Regions from separate parts of the Bicyclus anynana genome. Here region 2 is linked to region 1. The links are chromatin contacts, called in public Hi-C maps. All regions are on one chromosome and are shown on one strand. The core of a region is the stretch at or near the end of the contact, and the rest is flanking DNA. Distances in the headings are between cores, read along the strand shown. Region 1 overlaps LOC112046593 (protein sickie). Region 2 overlaps LOC112046593 (protein sickie).

Region 1 (4,119 bases), core at 1,109-3,608:
ATCAATAAACCATTAAATCATTAGGTACCTACTTACGCAGGTAATTAATTAGGTAATCTTATATGAAGACAGTAAACCAGCCAATTTGCGTTAAATCAGTGCAAAGGCACTAAATATTCATCTCCTGTGAGAGAGGAGACCTGTGAGCGGCGGGAGAGTAATTAGTCTGATGAATAATCTATGCATTTGGACGTCATACTATTTTAGTTTACAAACATAGACCATGAGTAAACCCATAATGCCGGCCATCTCGGCACCTCGCCAATAGAGGGCGCTACTCCGAAATAGAATGTCGTTCCCGTTCCGCGCGGATAAGTGTTATAAACTAATGTGACAAATAGTTTTAATAAACTAGAACGGTCTGTAAATGTAAAAGGTTAATTTTTGAGTAAGATGACACTTACGAACATTTTAGTAACCTATGTTAAAAGTAAGTTCAGATATTGACATAATATTAAGTAGGTATCAAATATCGACTTCATTAAAAGATCATAATATGATTCTGTAATTAATTAGTGCTATTATTATCCAAAATATATTATTAAAATTAAAAAAATACACAAAACATACATACAACCGAACGTTGAACCTCCTCCTTTTGGAAGCCGGTTAAAAATACTAACAATTGGCAAATTATTAATTAATAACGAACGCCCGTAACGAAGGTCCACCCTTCCTCTTCGATCCGGCCCTGTCGCAAAATCCGTTGTTAGCTGATGTCAAGTAACTTTATTCAACCTTCCAGCCAGATTTCATCTTTGTAACGTTAAGCGGTTTTCTATATTTCCCGATAAACCTTTCACTTTTACATGTACCTTATTTAGATTATATCCTAAAAATAATGATGAAAATAATTGTCTTGAATTATTAATTGGTCTCGCTCCACTAAACCGAAACTTATATTAATGTATAATTAGTGATTATTATTATTATTGTAATAAAAAAATCTATATGAGCTAATAGTAACAAAAAACCCTGATGTGTCTACATTTGTCCGTTTTCTTTTACAATTATCTTATAGTGACGCTCTAAGATATTCAAAATAATTTTAATGGAGTTTATAGACCTGATCCCACTAAAAGTCTTACCTGTGTGGCTACTATTTAAATCCTTCTGTAGGATCCGATTTTATTTTGAAAATTGCGTAGTGGATATCAGTTCATTCAAATTCAAATAGAACTGTAACCAAATGTAATGTAGACAAAAAGGCTAGTGTCATAAAATACAATTGATGTCCTCTATGTAATTTTATTACTGTTACAATATTCAACAATGTTGAGCATTTCCGATATTCCAATACTAAAGTTAAACTGTACAATACAGACTTAATTCGGTTACGTTGAAAGAAGAATAAAATAAAATGAGTTGCACACAGTTATTTATAGTAATTTAAACTTGGAGACGCCACTCAGTTGCCACCCATTGAGTTATAAGTAACAGCTCCTTCACACTAACTCGTATAATATAATTGTGATCTGATTGAAATTCCCCGATAGTCCATTGGTTTACTGGTTTACAAGGTTTTGAGTTCGATATCTTTAGTCCAAAAAATGAATTTATTGGTGTTTTCGTTTTTCGTTTTTTTTTTTGTCTTACAATATTGGAAAATTATAATACAGCTGTTGGTTCCGTTCATCCAAATTCCAATTTTGTTCAACTTCAAAGTCAGGATCTTTAATATGATACCTACATAATTAATTAATCTCATTTTGTGTCAAATCTATTATTTTTTATCTTGTTTGATTTATCTATATTCTAGTCATCCTAAAATAATTTTAAAGTTTATATATATTTAGGCTAAGTATGTATTTTTTTTTAAATCATACATACATAGCTTAAATATTTATATTAATTATGAAGGTTAAAATATAATATGTTTTGTTAAAAAACATACATAACTCTTCTTTTTTTGTCGGGAAAGTAGGGAAGTTACCTATCAAAATTCTAAAATAGTTATTTATTAATTAATTTCCAAAATAAATTGTCTAAAAATTCAAAATCTGATTTTGGAACTATTTGAAAACTTTGTCTAAGAACATAAATACACTGTAATCTTTGCATAATACCTATATGCAATAATGCATGGTGCGACGTCTATTATCATGATGCAAAAGCTCTTTGTAAAGTTCCTCTAGGCGCCACAAGATGGCGCATAATTATTAAATTATTAATTTTAATTATGAATTAATAACCTAAAATAATTATAATATTTTATTTTTTTAATTTAATTAATAAGTACTTACCTATTTGCTGTTAATGTTGTCATTTCGACGTTGTTTCCGCAGGCTGTCAGTATCTCATCGCTGCTGCCACCTGTTATCCGCTGGACGGAGCTCAAAGACGCGTCTTCGTTTGAACTCTTCCCCGCGTTCGACACATTGCCGCTAGATGGCACAGTTCTTTGCTTCGATGCTTGTTTATGTCGGCTCAATGCAAAAAAGAGCGCCAAGACTGCTTTTAGTTTTGCGTCCCGAATATCAACAGCTGTGACTTGTTCCAGTCCTTGGACTTTTTGCGCGTGTAGGAAATCCAAACAACACTGGACGTTTTCCAACTGCAATGAAAAGAAAAAAATAAATTAACTATTAAGCTTATTATACTTACATAGTAATATAATTAATCATAATACAGATAATAATATTAATGTACTGTACACTGTTGTTAAGTAAATAGGTACGACTAATTTAATAAAATTGTACTTATAAGATTTCTGCAATGAAGATTTATCTATTTATTTAGGTATGATTAATTTATTGATATTTTTATTAATAAAGTAAATCGGTATATTGTTGACGGTTTTGTTTCATTAGATAGATTTAAGTGAGATTTTGGCCTTTTTGACGCACTTTAGGTACGAGTTGGTAAGTAGGTGCCTACGCAAGATTTTTTTTACTGCTGTCAGCTTTGAGTAGGACTGGATAATTTTAATACTAATTAGATATGATTAGGAGTTGCCTCAAACTAAATAACTTCTTATACATATTTAACACAATTAATTATGATATGATACCTACATTTAATATGTTTTCCGAATAAAATTAGCCGAGAAAACTTACTTTTTTTGTGTGACCCATTTTTTAATTTAAAAATATTCGAACAATAAACAATCATAAGTCATAACACGAATGCATTACGATACCAATCTTCTCGAACCTACCGATTATTACCGATCAATTTAGATGTAAGGTGGATAAATATCTAAAGTGTGAATTGAACATGATTTCATTCATTCCGATTGGATCGTTTAGGCGTCGCTCATTACGCACTCTACCGGCGCAATGCGACGCGCACGCGCATCCTAATCGCATTTGACACATTAGCAAACGCAATGCGTGCGATACACGTCAAACAAACGTTTTGCCGAATTACTTTCCATTTTTGAACTGCAAGAATTTTGTTTTTACACAATACATGCTAACGAAAACGTTGCTTTGCTTTGTAAATTTTGGCGTTGGTCACCCTTATCATTTAGAGGTATGAAAAATAGAAGTTGGCCGATTCTTAGACCCACCCGATATGCACACAAAATTTCATAAAAATCGGTCCAGTCGTATCGGGGTAGTTTGGTTACAAATACCGCGACTATAGATTTCTATACATTACTCGTAGATGTGGACCTTAGACCTCCTTTATTTGAACAGAATATCTTGTATCCATCGAACTAACAATCAAACAACGCAGTCTGTGTACCTTCAACACGTCCTGTATATACAGGTCGTGTTGTAGGTAAAATAAAAAAAGCCCTGTATAATGTAGGTATATATTGTACACTTTCACCTGTATGTGTAAATAAAGAATTAATCTACACATCTTTCTATGTATCTGTCTAATTTCTAATATTTATTTATCTATCTTTCTACCTATCGATATCTATCTATTTATCAAACAAACACAGAACAAAACAAAAAAACGCTATCACTGTCTCGTAAAGAAACACGGTTTTTTTCATCCTACACCACGTCACCAATGTTTGTGTTGGCAGCTGGGAACAATACCAAAGGTTTCTTTTGTTAAGCCCTGTGTATGTCTTCATGAATGGGACGGCAATTGTTATTTTTTTCTTTATGCGCTTATTTTGGTGCGTTCTTTTCGTAAAATTTACTATGTTCCACAATGAAA
Region 2 (4,119 bases), core at 1,060-3,559, 45 kb before region 1:
TCAACAAAACTTGTCTCCGGATTTATTGGCCGATTCACCGCTACATTTACAGCCGGCGATAAATGGATGATGTTCTCCACTTATCTGGATAAGCGGAAAAGTGAATAAAGCTTTAGGTATGTTGTTCTCGATCCGCGTTTCCAATTTGAGTGATCTCCTGAGTGCTATCCTGCGACTAATAAATTGAAGTCTAGATTACGATGAGTTTTATTTGTTCGGTTGCGTTGACCGTTTTTTTTTTAATTCTTCACAAGTTAGCCCTTGACTACAATTTCACCTGATGGTAAGTGATGGTGCGGGCTAACTTGTTAGGAGGAGGATAAAAAATCCATACCCCTTTCGGTTTCTACACGACATCGTACCGGAACGCTAAATTTGGCGGTATGTTTTTGTCGGTAGGGTGGTAACTAGCCACGGCCGAAGCCTCTTACCAGCCAGACCTGGACCAATTAAGAAAACCTCAATCGGCCCAACCGGGGATCGAACCCAGGGCCTCAGTCTTGTAAATCCACCGCGCGTACCACTGCGCCACGGATGCCGTCAAATTTTATTTCTTTAGTGCGTGTCATACTCTACCTACCATCAAGAGTTCCGTACTAATTTTTAGATAGAAACCATAGATTAAGAATAATAGGCAGATAGAGCGCACGAAACACGACAGTGTCGTAGCCGTTTCAAATACAAAATTCAAAAACTAATACATTCTCGAGTCAGTACGACACGAAGCGTCGCATCAGTAATTTTCAATATCAATCTTATGGTTTTTTAAAACTGTAAATAAATATTTTAAAAAACGTTTACAAAAACTAAAGAAAAAGATACAGTATTTTTTTTATTGGCAATTATAGTAAGTGTTAAATTTTGAAATTGATATTATGGAAAAAGTTTGTATATAAGGATTTTAAGAAAACACGTGACGTTTCGGTTTTTATGGGTTTCACCGGCTTCACCACGCTGCTTGTAAACACTCATTCTAGATTATTTTTTATTCCTGACCTGTAGTAGGAATGTAGACTGGTGAAACTTAAACTGGTTTAACTTTTAAAAATGTCTTTTATAGTTCTAGCTAATAGGTTCTCGTGATATAAAGTTGCCATAATTTGACGTCAAAAATGTTCACGTAATTATAATATATTATTTGCTTTTATACGTTGTCACGTATTGAAGCGTCAACTATCTCATACAGCAGCTTCCACAGCTTTGGCCTTTGTCTGCATACTTCCATTCAAGAATTTATAAATTGAATATTTTCGAGCTGAAATCCCAAACAATAGACAAAGGGGAATGTATATAAACATTGCACAGCTGTGTGTGTGTACGTTTGATAATATTACACGTGTCTACAAGCACTATTTGCAAGTCCGTTTGTGCCTAAGCCCCATTTGTCACGGCACGTATCGAGCTTTGTGAATCATGTTGTATTAGTATCTGCGGGCTTCTGTTGTCGAACTACCCAAACAAGCTCAATGTTAAAGTATAATTGCGTCTAGCCGACGCCCTGCGGTTTCACCCGCGTAGTTCTCGTTATCATGAGAATACGGTGGTAAAATATAGCCCATGACACTCGCAAATAACGTGGCTTTCTAGTGGTAGAAAACTTTTCAGAATCGGTTAAGTAGGTCCAGATATTACCCTCTACACACCACTTAGGTACTTTACCTCTTTAATACTCGTAATATTAGATAAGACCACCTTCGCATTTCACTTTGGTTTTCTGTTTTCTTTGTTAAGTACTTTAAAACTCATCTTGTGTGTACAATAAATATTAACTATCTATCATCTATTTGATTCATACTAATAGGTAGATTATGAAACGGTGGAAACAGCTGCGTCTCTTTCAAGGAAGCTCTGCTCTGTAGTATGGAGCCGTTGGTTTAGGTTTTTTGTTATTTTTTCCTCATTCTTTGTCATAAAAGCTAAAAGTTCGTCATCTTGTTCTTCTACCAGTACTAAGTACGAGCATGTCTTGTAGTAGACAAATCCGACCAACTGGTTTTCATCACCATCTTATTTTAATGATCCCAATGTGGGACTGAGTCACTCTCCATGAAGGAGAGGGGTTTAGGACTTTATGCTGATTACACTGCAACTATGCGTGTTGTCAGGCTTAAGGGAAATGTTTGACTCTAGTACTCGGAGACACAAGGTAGTTAAACCATAGCTAACTAATGATATCCACTTTCTCGGTAGTAATACCCAATATTTGATAACCGGGCGCCTAGGGTCTTGAACCCACGACCTTATGATCCGAACAGGCTTAGTACAGACCAACAATAAAAAATATTCTTACCATGCACTGGGGTAGCAGGTAGCGGTCTTTTGTCCGGAGGCGCTCTGCGTACCGCCGCGGCCGACGCCGGCAAAGGTATCGACGTCTGTAGCACCGACACCTGTCTGTGAACAAATTACACCTCCTTAGTTTACTTTTAACCCTGGTGATTTATAAGAATATACCTACAGTATGATAAATATTCTAATTATTATATTTTCGCCGTGTGTCGGGGCCATAAACATTATAGACGTTTTTAAGCTATTTCAGACGCTTCATCGGTTTTCGTTTACAAAAAAGTACAATTCGTAAATCAAAATTATTTACAAGTTCAGAAACGGTACCTTAATCATATTAGCTAAAAGCTTCTACAATTAATTTCACAAGAAACTTTTAAAAAGTTTGGATTACAAAGTAGCAAGTTAATTAAAATAATTATTATTTATAGTTATTTGAATCAACTTGCTATGTAGTTCAATGTATTATCACAGAATAAAGAATGATACAGAATGAGTCTATACAAGTAACGCGGTGAGGCCGGTAAAACCTATAAAAAAAACAAACGTCACGCGACTCCGCATAAACAAACTTTTTTCATAATTTGTATTTCAAGATTTAACACTGAGAACAATTACGTAAATTTATATCATAAAAGAATATTATTTCAATAATTACTTATAAAAAATACTCCATCTTATTTTTTTTTAGTTTTTGTGAGCAGTTTTTAAAAACATAAGATGCAATTTTTCTTGAATAATATTGAAAATTACTGATCGTTACTGATCGCTTCGTGTCGTACTGACTCTAAAATGTATTTGTTTTTGAATTGTATTTGGAATGACTGCACCCCTGCCGTGCTCCGTACGCTCAATCTGCCTATTATTCTTTAATCTGTTGTAGTGCTGAAATTAAAAATGCAGCATCTAATAAAATATAAAAATCATAAAACGCAGTAGAAATTTAATTTTTTTCAGTTCAGTTGAAATTTAAACGCAAAAACATTCAATTCAATTTCAATTAAATTTTTGATTTTATGGCAAACATTCAAATTTTCTAGCAATTTCACAATGTATATCTTTGTATTTGACACTATGTCAGACATGGCGCTTGCGCTCGCGCAGTTCTCTACGTAGTGTCGCTACTAGCTACAAGATGGCGCGGCTTAGTTGTTTCTATAAAATAATTTAGATAGTTTTTTTACTTTTTTATAATTTGAAATTACAGTAAAAATACAGGCTAAATTTTAGTTTTTGGTCACTACTTATGAATAAAAGTTTTAAACGTTCTATACCACAATATAATATCTTAATCCAAATCTATTAAATGGGTAGACGGTACCTAAATTAATCCAGGCCCTGCTGTCTAGACTCTAGTCTATGGAAGAATGCAGGTATTTTTCGTTCTTCAGAGTGCACCAGTGATTGTTACTCTATGCCTAGCTAGCTAGATATATCTTTCTTTAGCAGAGTAATACATAAATTAAGGGTTCTTAGTTTTTAACATTCAAGATGTTGCAAATAACATTAATATTAATAACATTTTTAAACAATACCAAAAAAAAATATTTTCATCATCAAAGTCTTGTCATCAGGGGTTGACTTAAATATCCATAACTACAATTGACTGAATGTTTATAGATAGAAGATTTACAAGTACGTGTCGGTGAACAAAAGACAGTCGATATCAATATTCAACAGCAGAAGTTAGAATTAGTCCACGATTTCGTTAAAGTCCAGCAACGGTATCGCGCGTGCCGCGGCCTTCCGGGGCGGTTCGACGGAAATTGAGTCTGTCACGCTTCGAACTCAATGGATTATTATAATAAATGACTTATTGAATGAAAGCTTATC

Evidence for each region. A called contact is a pair of places that touch in the nucleus more often than the background predicts.
Region 2: a Hi-C map of whole body shows a contact between it and region 1, with 4 times the contacts expected there. The contact joins two enhancer-like sites. A contact is called at or near these places in 2 of 2 Hi-C or Micro-C datasets (whole body and whole larva).

The regions. Positions count from the first base shown.
Region 1 is chr4:11,761,065-11,765,183 of ilBicAnyn1.1, reverse strand. It overlaps LOC112046593 (protein sickie), which reads right to left. Exons shown (of 33, transcript XM_052881318.1): 3 at 2,244-2,554. Among protein-coding and RNA genes, the nearest start is that of LOC112046593, 150 kb to the right of the region's middle. Within about 2 kb of position 2,358, at least 7 of the 8 cell types and tissues checked have open chromatin away from gene starts, as enhancers often do.
Region 2 is chr4:11,806,086-11,810,204 of ilBicAnyn1.1, reverse strand. LOC112046593 (protein sickie) reads right to left here. Exons shown (of 33, transcript XM_052881318.1): 4 at 2,291-2,394. Among protein-coding and RNA genes, the nearest start is that of LOC112046595, 110 kb to the left of the region's middle. Within about 2 kb of position 2,309, at least 3 of the 8 cell types and tissues checked have open chromatin away from gene starts, as enhancers often do.